Regions from separate parts of the Mus musculus genome. Here region 2 is linked to region 1. A link is a contact called in public Hi-C data. All regions are on one chromosome and are shown on one strand. The core of a region is the stretch at or near the end of the contact, and the rest is flanking DNA. Distances in the headings are between cores, read along the strand shown. Region 1 has its middle 35 kb from the start of Ccr3. Region 2 holds the start of Ccr1l1 (chemokine (C-C motif) receptor 1-like 1).

The links. Hi-C and Micro-C count contacts between places; a contact is called where the count stands out from the background.
Region 2: a contact with region 1 is called in a Hi-C map of peritoneal macrophages, with 4 times the contacts expected there. The contact joins the promoter of Ccr1l1 here to the enhancer-like site in region 1. A contact is called at or near these places in 2 of 39 promoter capture datasets (macrophages and second pharyngeal arch cranial neural crest), 10 of 484 Hi-C or Micro-C datasets (CD8 T cells, bone marrow-derived macrophages, conventional dendritic cells and 6 more), 6 of 115 datasets of contacts at active chromatin or transcription factors (CD8 T cells, the HPC-7 cell line, bone marrow-derived dendritic cells and 3 more) and 2 of 9 other capture datasets (adipose tissue and embryonic stem cells).

Annotation. Positions count from the first base shown.
Region 1 is chr9:124,052,961-124,060,264 of GRCm38.p6, forward strand. No RefSeq gene overlaps it. Among named protein-coding and RNA genes, the nearest start is that of Ccr3, 35 kb to the left of the region's middle. Within about 2 kb of position 3,556, at least 60 of the 459 cell types and tissues checked have an H3K27ac peak or open chromatin away from gene starts, as enhancers often do. A contact at or near this core is called in the HPC-7 cell line, adipose tissue, bone marrow-derived dendritic cells and 6 more, where this site is marked.
Region 2 is chr9:123,982,878-123,989,652 of GRCm38.p6, forward strand. It overlaps Ccr1l1 (chemokine (C-C motif) receptor 1-like 1), which reads right to left and starts at 3,838. Exons shown (of 2, transcript NM_007718.4): 1 at 3,727-3,838.

The DNA.
Region 1 (7,304 bases), core at 2,306-4,805:
ATTTTACCTTTGAATTCAGTATCAAGAATGGCCAAATCAGAGTCTTATTTGCTGGTCCTGTAGCAAGAAATTCTGTCTTGAATGTAGTCATGGCTATGAAGAGAGGTGATTTGGGTTAGCTTGTAGGATCTCAGATATTTAGACTAAACAAAAGATGTAGAGAGTAGGCAGCAGGACCTGAGCAGGATTGCAGCATGGCCAAAGGAATGGAAATACTCACTTAAGCATACATGGCAGTCAGATATTGTATTCCACTCTTTAATTCCCTTTCAGAGCTGAGGGGCTCATCTATTCCTGGTTCTGTGATGTTTTTTGTTGCCTGCTCAGTTATCATTCTCCTTTGGAATGCATGTTAACAGAGAAGAGTCACTTTACTTGAAGTTATACCTCTTTCTAGGGTGACATTTATCCTCTGTAGGTCTTTCCTGGATCCAAATTGCCCCAAGAAACTTTGTCAAGATAAGATCCAATTTCTACCTACCTCCTTCCCCATTTTTGTAATTTAACTTTTCAGACATCTGTATAGTTTTAAGAAACTGTGTTTGAGAGACTGTACTACATTCTGGGACTAGAGGAGGCAAGTTGAAAGTACCACAAACAAGCATCCCCCTTTAGAGACCTGGTAGCTTTTGCAATGAAGCTATAAAAACAAGTGACTACAAAATGTAAAATACAGTAAGACTAATATGAAGTATCACAGCTGCTCAAAGGAGGAAGCTGTTATAAGCAGTTTGGACAGGAAGTAGGGATTAGGAAATCTGTGGGTGTTATAGGAAACTTTGGGCAAAGAATGCAGAGAGGCGTCTGGGGATGACCAGTGGTGAACAGGAACACAGAGGGCCATGTCTAGGGCATAGTGATGGATCCTGGAGTTTATGACAAATCTAGAGTGGCTGGTGGAATGAGAAGTGAGATGGAGCACAAATGTAGAAACGTGAGCTCCCAAATCAGAGTATTCTGCCCTTTTAATTCCTGTCTCTGCCATCTTTGCAACAGGGAAGTTGGACATGTTACTTAGACCTCTCACAGCAACAGTTTTCACATCTGTAAAGTAGAATTACAACATCCTTCTCCCTCAGAGTGTCACTGCAGAGAGTGGATCATTACAATATAAAAACCAGTTTATCTGGAAGCACACAAGGAAAACATGTCCTCTGGTTACTATTATATAAATAGAAATAAAGAGGAGCCCACTTTTAAAGCCAGTGGCTTTCTAAGTGAGGTCCTGAACTAGTAGTATCCTAGTAAATGGGAACTCTTGCCACCTACCAAGGTACATGATGAACCTAGAAACATGAAAGACAACAATTTAAGACAATAATTTTAAAAGGATGTATTTGAAAAATACAGGGCACTTTGTGATTTTTGAAGACAGAGGTGTAAAAGAAGCTCAAAAGTGTTCAGCTGACAGATGGGAGGGGTCCTTGGGAACTAGGAGGTCCTTTCCCCTAACTTCTCTACTTCTATTTTAGTTTGAGCCTCTGCCATAATTACATGTAGCTTCTAATATCTAATGGATGCCATACCAAGAATCTAAAACTTCTTTGTTTCAGCTCTGTTATTCAAGAATTGCTCATACTTGGGGTGATGCATTCATTGTGAAGCCTGAGACACTTGTCTCTACTGAGATGCCCCTTCCTGAATCATGGGTATGGAAGTGAAACTTTTCTCATGTGTAACATCAGTTAGGAACTTGGGAAAGACAGCAAATGCAGAGCCTGGCATTAGGGAATTTGTTAGCTTTGAGTCCAGGCCCAAGATACAGTGCTTCTCAAAATTACATTCCTAAACCAACATACTGACAGCAAAGCAGTCATGTCCTCCTCCATACCTTGCAGAAACTCTCTGCATGTCATTAACAAGGGCAAGTGTGAGGAACCAGGTAGGACTCAAAAACACTTTAAACAATTCACTGTACTTGAGAGAGACCATTTTTTGTATTCTCAGTTATCTTTAATGCCACTTCTTAGAGTCATAATGAAATAGATGATGCCAAAACTGCAAACATCTGGGTGGTGGCTTCCTTTCTTCTTCTTCTTCTTCTTCTTCTTCTTCTTCTTCTTCTTCTTCTTCTTCTTCTTCTTCTTCTTCTTCTTCTTCTTCTTGTTTTTTTTTAAACACACAGTGTAAAGAGTAAGAAGCAACTTCATGGTATCTACAGATTTTCTGAAATGGAATATAGCCCTCTTTCTCTTTGCTCTTGGGGAAACTGAGGTTCTGGAGGCAATGTCTCCTTAACATGGAAACACTAAACACAGAGCTCATGCTACAATCTATTATGATGAAAATTAGAATTTTGTTTGGTGGTCTAGTCCCTGGGAGCTCTGGGGGTTCTGGTTGATTGATATTGTTGTTCTTCCTATGGAGTTGCAAACCCCTTCAGACCCTTCAGTCCTTCTCCTAACTCCTCCATTGGGGACCCTGTGCTCAGTCCAATGCAAGCAACCCCATCTGTATCTGTAAGGCTCTGGCAAAGCCTCTCAGGAAACATCCATATCAGCAAGCACTTCTTGGCATCAGCAATAGTGTCTGAGTTTGGTGGCTGCATATGGGATGGATCTCCAGGTGGGGCAGTCTTTGGATGGTCTTTCTGTCTCTGCTCCACTCTTTGTCCCTGTATTTCCTTTAGCCAAGATCAAATCTGGTTTAAAATTTTGAGAAGGGAATGTGGCCCCATCCCTCAAATGAGGGTCGTGCCTAACCTCTGGATATGGCCTCTACAGGTTCTCTCTCCCCTTTGTTGAGGATTTCAGCTGTCATCCAAATGGAGGGACCCATGGCTCCAGCTGCATATGTAGCAAAGGATGGCCTTGTCTGGTATCAAAGGGAGGGGAAGCCCTTGGTCCTATGAAGACTTGATGCCCCAGTGTAGGGGAATGCTAGGGTGGTGGGGTGGGAGTGAGTAGGTGGGTGGGGGAGCACCCTCATAGAGGCAGGGGGAGAGGGGTGGAATGGGTTTTTTTGGGGGAGAAGAAACCAGGAAGGAAGATAACATTTGAAATGCAAATAAACAAAATAACCAATAAAAATTTTTTTAAAAAGTAGAACTTTTTAGGACAATGAAAAAATAATGAAAGTAGATTAAAATGAAGTCAGATGAGACCTGTATGGAATTTTAAGGACCAGTGAGATGAGCCAGCAACATTTATCACCTCTCTAGTGACTTTGTGGAATCACAAACCAAAATCACCTAGTTGGACTTCCATGATCGAGCCTCAAATTCCTCCATTATAGAGAGTGCTTCACTGACCACAAACAAGGTAGATCTAAAACCACAGCCACATCAATATTAGGGTATTGGAGGTTTTAACAAGAAAAGGAAGGAGGAAGAGAGAAAGCAGACATTTTGTAGCAATGTTGCACAAGAAAATGTTTGCTCACTAGTTCTTAAGTTTCACAAGATTTATGAAGTGTTTACCAGGGAAAAACCAGCTAAAACTTTGGACGTGGCACTGTGAAATATCGACTTTCAAGTCTCAACTCTAAACTGCAAAGAAAGAAATGCTCTTGGTAGAGAATGTGTGTGCTTTGATAAAGGGAAGTGGCAAGTCCAGACCTGATGGGTTGGGTCAGCCTGGGTAGCATGAGCTATAAAGTGGTCAGCAATGAATAAGATCCAAAAGAGGAACATATCTAAACCAAAATGCAGATATGTTTGATTGTTTTCTGCTGTGGCTTTTACTAAGATGTAGAGCAGAGGGCTGGATTGTCAAGGACAGTTTAACAGACTAAGCCTTAAATGAAGGAAGCATTACAACCCCTGAGAATGGGGCACTGTAACCTGGAATCTATCTAGGTAGTTGGTTACTAAGCTGTACTTAGACTAGGAAAGGATTCTGGATGCTCTCAACCTAACAGGACGCTTACAGGGCGCTGAATAACAGTCACACTACAGGGTTCATTTGAGTATACATAGATTCATACTAACTGTTGGCAACCAGTTTTATTTACAGAATGCCTTGATTTTTTTCAATTAATTCTTTTATATTCTTTATAAAGTTTCAAATTGTGAAGATATATCCAATCAGTTTCAACACCTTTATACTCAGTCAGGACACAGTGAGAATCTGCTTTCATAAAAGGACACAGAGGCAAGTATCCTCCTCAAATAGGTAGCAGCTATGTTACTTCTGAAGGCAGTCTGATGAATAAATCCTTCAATATTATTATTGTAATCTTACAGGTTTTTTTCCTCTCACTATGTGGTCCCATGCTGGCTTCAAAATTATGGCTGGCTTGCTTCAGTTTTACAAGTACTGGGGTTAGAGACATGAACTATCACACCCGATCTTACTGTTTGGGTTTGAGACTACTTGTTTTAAGAGCTTCAGAGAGTTCAGGGATATGCCTTCCTTACTCCATTCCCTGGTATCCCTGTGTTTGATATAAAGCATTTGTCAGGACCTTTTGCTTTAGCATTCTTCTCTAACATCCACTCTTTAAATGTTTAGAATTATAAAAACACAGCCAGACATGGAGGTATGCACCTGTGAACCCAGTACTCAGGAGGTCATGAGTTTTTAAAGGCCAGTTATGCCACAGTGTGAGACCTTGTCTCAAAAAACAAAAGCAAAAAACTGAACCAGTAAACACAATAGCAGCAGCTTCCTCTTAACAACACAGAACAGAAAAGATTGGCTGCTTACTGGAGAAGAAGCTAGCTTTAAAGCAAGTTCACACTGATAGAAATTACTTGGCTGCTGTTTAGAACCCAGAAACCCACTTGTGTCGATGGTGCATAATAATGTGGCTGGTGCCACCTGTGCTTAGTATCAGAGGGTGCCTGGATCTGTGTCTTCCATCTGGCTACATACTCTGTAGCCACTCTTCCTGCCTTCACCACACTACTGTGGTGAATGGGCCTTTAGGCTAAATTTGTCTCCATGTTTTTGCTCTCCTTTTTTTTGAAGATAATTTTTTTATTACGTATTTTCCTCAATAACATTTCCAAAGCTATCCCAAAAGTCCCCCCCCTCTCCCTTCCCACTCCCCTACCCACCCACTCCCATTTTTTTGGCCATGGCGTTCCCCTGTGATGGGGCATATAAGGTTTGCCTGTCCAATGGGCCTCTCTTTCCAGTGATGGCCGACTAGGCCATCTTTTGATACATATGCAGCTAGAGACAAGAGCTCCGGGGTACTGGTTAGTTAATAATGTTGCACCTACAGGGTTGCAGATCCCTTTAGCTCCTTGGATACTTTCTCTAGCTCCTCCATTGGGGGGCCCTGTGATCCATCCAATAGTTGACTGTGAGCATCCACTTCTGTGTTTGCTAGGCCCCGGCCTAGTCTCACAAGGGACAGCTATATCACGGTCCTTGCAACAAACGCTTGCTAGTGTATGCAATGGTGACATCGTTTGGAGGCTAATTATGGGATGGATCCCTGGATATGGCAGTCTCTAGATGGTCCATCCTTTTGTCTCAGCTCCAAACTTTGTCTCTGTAACTCCTTCCATGGGTGATTGTTTCCAATTCTAAGAAGGGGCAAAGTGTCCACACTTTGGTCTTCGTTCTTCTTCAGTTTCATGTGTTTTGCAAATTGTACCTTATATCTTGCTATCATTTCTATAGTTTGTTTTTGCTCTCCATTTAACAGTCTATGCTCAGAGAAAGACTTGAGTCCCTCCTCTAGCCTGGGACACTTTCCAAGGAGGGACCAAGCACTGCCCCCTCCCCTGCTGTGAATCTCAGCACACTCCTTATTCTTTCTGCACCAATTTGATTGGTCTTTTTGTTTTGGCGGACATAGTGTTGAAATGTGTCTAGGCTGATGTACATACAAAGTGTTGGATCAGAGCAGCTTAGTGTTTTAGATATTTCTATGTTTCTATGAAGGGGTTTTCCAAACTAATGTGCAACCCACAGAGTAAAACAAGGTGAACTTTTTTTTTAATTTATTGGTTATTTTGCTTATTTACATTTCAAATGTTATCCCCCTTCCTGGTTTCCTCTCCAAAAACTCCCCATCACACCCCACTCCTCCTGCCTCCACGAGAGAGAATACTCCTCTACCCACCGGCCCACTCCTGCCCCACTGCCCTGGCATTCCCCTATCCGGGAGCAGCAAGCCTTCACAGGTGCCAGGACCTCCCCTCCCTTTGATGCCAGACAAGGCCATCCTCTGCTACATATGCAGGAACAAGGTGAATTTTATACATCTCAAAAATTGGCATAAACATACTTATAACATTTGCTTATCAGAAGGTTGTAAAATGTTAACACCATACAATTTTACTATATCTTCCCTCCCTCCTTCGTGTGTGTGTGTGTGTGTGTGTGTGTGTGTGTGTGTGTGTGTGTGTGTTGGAGGTGGTACCCAGGTCCTAGTGCATGTTAAGCATATATTTTACCACTGAATTACAACCTGTCATCTGCCCAGCACATTTGATTAAGTTTTAGGAAATTTAATGTAGTTTTATGGCCATGTATGTTTCTTTTGTTGAAAATCTGCTGGGGTGACAAAAATAATTAAATTTCTTTACAAGTTTATTTCACAATTCTATATTTTATCAACTAGAAGGTAAACCTGGAAAGCTATCTATTGTCCACATTTTCAAAGGCATTGGCACAGAGTTGCTGCAGGTGTTCTCTTGGAATTTCTATCTTCTATTCTACTTAATCATGTTGTTGTTGCTTCTAAGGTATTTTTTTACTTGCATTTTCTTTTTTCTTTGTTGTCCTTGATAGAAGTCACATTAGTAAAACTGAGTAGCCTCAGGCTAGGATTATCACCAAATGATCTGTGGTAGAAAGGACAAGTATTCTGAATCTTTTAGCTTTCAGGACTGGATTATGGGTCTATGCTTTTATTTTTATTCTGTTTTAAATATTTTTGTAGTTTTTGTTCTGCTTTCATTTTAACTCATGAAGCATTTAGAAATTTAGTTTTTAGTTTCCAAAACCAGTTCTTTTCCTTTAGTAATTTAATAAACTAGCATCTACATGGTATTACTTTTTTCCAATTTGCCTGTAATTCTGTGATGAACTTGTACACAGACAACTATTACAACAGCTCCAATATGTATTCACTGTATTAGGATGTCTCAACTGGAAACACATAAAATGGATTGTGGCATATTGTGATAGGTCACACTGCCTTCTGCCTAAGACTAGCTAGATGCAGTCTTGCAATGACTGGCCACACATGAACAGCTCACTGTATGCTAAGGAAGCGTGTCAAGATCCCTGAACAGTGGCACAGGTGTTTATTCAGGCCTTGCTGTTTCCTGGAGATATAGTAAGAACCATGAACCCTCTGGGTAGATGCCCATCACCAGCAAGCTCTAGAGCTCCAGCAACTCG
Region 2 (6,775 bases), core at 2,588-5,087, 70 kb before region 1:
TTGCTGTTTGTTAGATTGATGGTTGCAGATGTCCCAAAGATGAAGATCAAATTTGCCCCAAAAACTGGACACCTCTAATCAGCAGGAAGTAGTCTAATGATATGGTTGTTCCGTTCCTCTCTAACCTTCCTTTTCTACCCAATGTTCTGGGGTGGTGGTGGTGGGGCTGTTGAAAGGGATAGGGGTGGTATATGGAGGTAGGAAAAAGAACCCAAGAATGTAGCCAAAAGTCCAGCTACAATTAGCTCCTGGATCTTTCTATTTCCAATATTCACAGTCTCTGTTCTAAGACTCCTAGTCCCTGACCACCAGTCCTTTCACTGTCCAAATTTTGTAGTATCCTGATACCACAGCCCTCTGTCCCTAGTGGGACCTGAATGCCACCGATGTTCAATATTTCTACAAACTTTCTTTCTTTCTTTTTTTTTTTTTTTTAAAGATTTACGTATTATATCTAAGTACACTGTAGCTGTCTTCAGACACACCAGAAGAGGGCATCAGATCTCATTATGAATGGTTGTGAGTCACCATGTGGTTGCTGGGATTTGAACTCATGAAGAGCAGTCAGTGCTCTTAACCACTGAGCCAACTCTCCAGTCCTTCTACAGACTTTCTGCTTCCCTATGTCTTTCTAATTCATCATCCTCAAACCCACGAGCAGACAATAAAACCCATGAGAGGACAGTAAAGCACATGAACAGACAATAAACCCATCTCCTACATTCTTAACTGCTTTACCTTTTCTATGATCTTGTCATGTTCAGTGACCAAAATCTCAGACTTCGTTAGATCCATCTCCCTGCACCAATGACGTTGAATATGATTGGGAAAACTCATATAACCATATATGGACTGGTGTCACTCTCTGGATGAGCCATGTTTAAAGGGTCCATTAAAAAGCTGTAATGCACAGAGAAAGGGGAAACAAAACCCGTAGAGACCACCTCCACTAGATAGACTCAGCCCCTGGTTAAGGGTTGGGTCCATCCACCCATCTAAAAGTGTTTTTTAACTCAGAAATGTTCCTGTCCAAAGGAAGAACAGAAACAAAAAAATGGAACAGAGACTGAAGGAGGGGCCAACTGGGGAACGGCCCCACCTGTGGATATATCATGTCTGCAGACACCAAATCCAACACTGTTGCCATGGTCAGGAACCATGTGTGGCAGTTCCTGGGGAGGTCCAGCCAGCAAATAACCAATGCAGATGCGGCTTGGAGCCAATCATCAGACTGAACTCAGGGAACCTGGTAGGGAAGCTGGCAGAAGGACTGGAGGAGCAGAAGAGAATTGCAACCCCTTGGAAGAATAACATAGGTTCCTGACCACCAAGTTCTCCCAGAGACTAGACCACCAACTAAGGGGTGTACCTAGAGGGATCCATGGCTACAGATACATATGTAGCAGAAGATGGCCTTGCCAGACAGCAATGGGAGGGGAGGCCCTTGGTCCTGGGGAGGTTTGATGCTGCAGAGTAGGTAGCAGTGGGGTGAGTAGGTGAGTGTGAGTGAGTAGGGGAACACTCTCATACAGGCAAAAAGGAGGGGGAGGGCAGAAGTGGGATGGGAGGGTACCGGAGGGGTAACCGAGAAGTGGGATATCATGGGATGAGGGTTTGGTGGAGGTGGTAACTGGCAAGTGGGATATCATTTGAGATGTAAACGAATGGAATGATTAATAAAAAAAAAGCTACAGTTAATATCTATCAGCTGCATTTATGTCCACAGGTTATTATTTAGAGTTTTCTGTTTTTTCCTTAATTCTCCAATATTAACTCTGACCACCTTGCTTCCTATTTCACTGAGAAAATAGGATCTAAACTTCCAGTTTCTTTGCTACCAGTTCCTCTTTATGGTATCATTTGACTCTGTCTTCAGTCTTGATTCATAGATTAATCCTACATACTTCAGTCTAACTCTTGTTCATTTTGTGCAGGATTCCAGTCTGTCTCACCCATTCATGGCCACAATATAATAGTTTTCCAGTCTTACTAGTTCTTACAATACCTTAATGGATTGTTCTTATGAGCACACACACATATGCTTACTTCTGTTTTAAGCAAGCATGCAAACATCAAAAAAAAAAAAAGAGAAGAATAAGAAAAAAAGCAATTCTCTCTTGATGCTACTTCCATCTCTAGGCATTTATTCCCCACTCTCCTTCACAATAGTTACTTGAAAGAGTTGTCTTTATTTTTGTTCACTCCCCTAGTTTCTGTTCTTTCTAGAACTGAATTTCTGTTGCTAGTTCCTGTTTAATGTCTTATCTTGAAGCCTTGAGTGCCCCAGGCACAGTCCTTGGGCCCTTACTTCCTCCATATCTAAGGATATGCTGTTTTTTCTGTAAGGTAGTCTTTAAATGGCTTTTGGTAAAATAGAATTTGTGGCTCCTTCCTTGCTTAATTTATCAGTACTTAGCATACAAAAATTTAATTACTTGTTTACTGTTTTTCAGTGAACTTGAGTTGTGAGAAGCTGGAATGGTCTCCTGCTTATAATTGTAGCTCACATGATTATGTATCAAGAGGCACATTTAAATGATTAAAAATTTCAAGTTGGAAGTTTGGCTGTAAGCAGCTGTGCAGTTCCAGCTGAGACTCAGACTCCCTCCATACAGTCTTCTCACCTTGCCCTATTCAGATAATCTTCACTTGGGGTAGTCATATGGCTTTTTCCCTCAACAGCCGGTATACATGAGGAAGCTTGAACAGACACTGTGAGCAAACAATCACTTGGAAGGAAATTCTCTAGGTGGATATAAGTAACAGAAAAGTATAAGTATGTAAACCTGTAGGAATAACAACCTATGGACTGTGACTCCTTTGGAGGTCAAATGACCCCTTCCACAGAGATCCCACATCAGATATCCTGCATATCAGATATTTACATCACAATTCATAACAGTAGAAAAATTACAGTTATTAAGTAACAATGAAAATAATTTTATGGTTGGGGGTCACGACAACATGAACTGTAATAAAGGATTGAAGCATTAGAAAGGACGAGAACCACTGCATTAGAGCATTTTAAAAACTATCAAGACAGGAAAAAAAGTTAGGTAGTGGTATTGAATGGGTGAAATAGGCTGGGATCATGCACAGAATGGAAGAGAGGGAATTAGATTGGCATAAAAGGCTGAGGAAGAAACCATAAATTCGCTGTATTTATTATCTGTGATCCCTTTCGTTACCTGTTTGCCTGTCTGGCCTCTAGTCCCTCAGAGTAACTTTGGGCAGGGTGCAGGCTGAGATCTACAATGACTTACCTAACAAAGAAAATAGATGAATAGGCATTGCTTATTACAGGTTTCTTTCTACTTTAATAGACACCCCTCCACTGTACACATATGTACACTATGCTGTATCTGCCCTGGCTGTGCCCACTGCAAAGCAGTGTTGAGTCTAGGACCAGTTCCTCCTTTTAAGTCTCTAGTTATAGCAAGATACACAAAGCAAACACAGGGGGGCAGAATCAGAGAGCTTATGAATATAGGAAGAGCACAGTACTGGCTCTCAGCTTTCAGTCTTTCTTTCCTGCGTTGTATGATGGCTCCCACTTGCAAAGGGCACAGAATAGAAGCATAGAGCAGCAAAGGTTTGAGCTTGTGGCTACTTATCAGAACAACACATTGTAGCCTGATTCTAGTGAGCAGCAGGGAGGAAAGAAGAGTCTGATAAAATGGTCCTTTGTACCCCAAGCTCAAGATTCAGACAGTCTAGTGTACGTACCTGAAAATTATCTGTGATATACCTGGATCCTGCTGTAGCTGGTGTCTGCTTCCCTTTATCTCAAGTATGTCACGTCTCTGAAGTGTGTGTGTCCTCCAGACATGAGCAATATGAATCAGACAAAGCCAGGAGCTAGTGTTAATCCAGGTGACGTTGTGGTTCAACAGTGTCATTGTCACCTGGGGGCTAGCTGGACATATGGGCTGCTGGGTCCAACCCCTCTCATGGGGAGGAGCTGTCTTAAGAATCTCACTAAGTGACCCTAAAAATTCCACCAGAGAACTCCTAAACCTGATAAACAGCTTCGGTGAAGTAGATGGATATAAAATTAACTCAAACAAGTCAATGGCCTTTCTCTACACAAAGAATAAACAGGCTGAGAAAGAAATTAGGGAAACAACACCCTGCTCAATAGTCACAAATAATATAAAATATCTCGGTGTGACTCTAACTAAGGAAGTGAAAGATCTGTATGACAAGAACTTCAAGTCCTTTAAGAAAGAAATTAAAGAAGATCTCAGAAGATGGAAAGATCTCCCATGCTCATGGATTGGCAGGATCAACATTGTAAAAATGGCTATCTTGCCAAAAGCAATCTACAGATTCAATGCAATCCCCATCAAAATTCCAACTCAATTCTTCAACGAATTAGAAGGAGCAATTTGCAAATTCATCTGGAATAACAAAAAACCTAGGATGGCAAAAACTCTTCTCAAGGATAAAAGAACCTCTGGTGGAATCACCATGCCTGACCTAAAGCTTTACTACAGAGCAATTGTGATAAAAACTGCATGGTACTGGTATAGAGACAGACAAGTAGACCAATGGAATAGAATTGAAGACCCAGAAATGAACCCACACACCTATGGTCACTTGATCTTTGACAAGGGAGCTAAAACCATCCAGTGGAAGAAAGACAGCATTTTCAACAAATGGTGCTGGCACAACTGGTTGTTATCATGTAGAAGATTGCGAATTGATCCATTCCTATCTCCTTGTACTAAGGTCAAATCTAAGTGGATCAAGGAACTTCACATAAAACCAGAGACACTGAAACTTATAGAGGAGAAAGTGGGGAAAAGCCTCGAAGATATGGGCACAGGGGAAAAATTCCTGAACAGAACAGCAATGGCTTGTGCTGTAAGATCGAGAATCGATAAATGGGACCTAATGAAACTCCAAAGTTTCTGCAAGGCAAAAGACACCGTCAATAAGACAAAAAGGCCACCAACAGATTGGGAAAGGATCTTTACCTATCCTAAATCAGATAGGGGACTAATATCCAACATATATAAAGAACTCAAGAAGGTGGACTCCAGAAAACCAAATAACCCCATTAAAAAATGGGGCTCAGAACTGAACAGAGAATTCTCACCTGAGGAATACCGAATGGCTGAGAAGCACCTGAAAAAATGTTCAACATCCTTAATCATCAGGGAAATGCAAATCAAAACAACCCTGAGATTCCACCTCACACCAGTCAGAATGGCTAAGATCAAAAATTCAGGTGACAGCAGATGCTGGCGTGGATGTGGAGAAAGATGAACACTCCTCCATTGTTGGTGGGATTGCAAGCTTGCACAACCACTCTGGAAATCAGTCTGGCGGTTCCTCAGAAAATTGGACATAGTACTACCGGAGGATCCAGCAATACCTCTCCTGGGCATATATCCAGAAGATGCCCCAACTGGTAAGAAGGACACATGCTCCACTATGTTCATAGCAGCCTTATTTATAATAGCCAGAAGCTGGAAAGAACCCAGATGCTCCTCAACAGAGGAATGGATACAGAAAATGTGGTGCATCTACACAATGGAGTACTACTCAGCTATTAAAAAGAATGAATTTATGAAATTCTTAGCCAAATGGATAGACCTGGAGGGCATCATCCTGAGTGAGGTAACCCAATCACAAAAGAACTCACACAATATGTACTCACTGATAAGTGGATATTAGTCCAAAACCTACGATACCCAAGATATAAGATACAATTTCCTAAACACATGAAACTCAAGAAAAATGAAGACTGAAGTGTGGACACTATGCCCCTCCTTAGAATTGGGAACAAAACACCCATGGAAGGAGTTACAAAGTTTGGAGCTGAAACGAAAGGATGGACCATGTAGAGACTGCCTTATCCAGGGATATACCCCATAATAAGCTTCCAAACGCTGACACCATTGCATACACTAGCAAGATTTTATTGAAAGGACCCAGATGTAGCTGTCTCTTGTGAGACTATGCCGGGGCCTAGCAAACACAGAAGTGGATGCTCACAGTCAGCTAATGGATGGATCACAGGGCCCCCAATGGAGGAGCTAGAGAAAGTAGCCAAGGAGCTAAAGGGATCTGCAACCCTATAGGTGGAACAACATTATGAACTAACCAGTACCCCGGAGCTCTTGACTCTAGCTGCATATGTATCAAAAGATGGCCTAGTCGGCCATCACTGGAAAGAGAGGCCCATTGGACACTCAAACTTTATATGCCCCGGTACAGGGCCAAAAAGTGGGAGTGGGTGGGTAGGGGAGTGGGGGTGGGTGGGTATGGGGGACTTTTGGTATAGCATTGGAAATGTAAATGAGCTAAATACCTAATAAAAAACGGAAAAGAAAAAAAAAAGAATCTCACTAAGTGCTTTGTTTTATGCTAGACATTGAGAACCTCATCAGACTTTTGCTCTTGAGTGATGCCAGTCAGAAACACAGACTGTCCTATAGGCTACTGAATGGAAGTTTGCACTTTCACCTGATTCCCTGTGGACTGGTCTACACACTGCTGTGCGAATGTATCATGGTCTAGTGAGACATAAGTCTGCATAGAGTTCAAGAGTCACCTAGGAGAGATGGCTGGAGTCAAAAATCACATTGTAAAGATGTATTTGCTCAGGGTCTAGTAAGACATGCTGGGGTCAGTCAGATGATCTGGGGGTAGGAGATGGCCACAGACTCTGAATAGGGTATCAGGTATAGCCAAGTATGAGTGTTTATTAATAATTTATTATTGGGTGGGATACCTAAGGATGGGCCCACTATGCTGTCCAGATAGA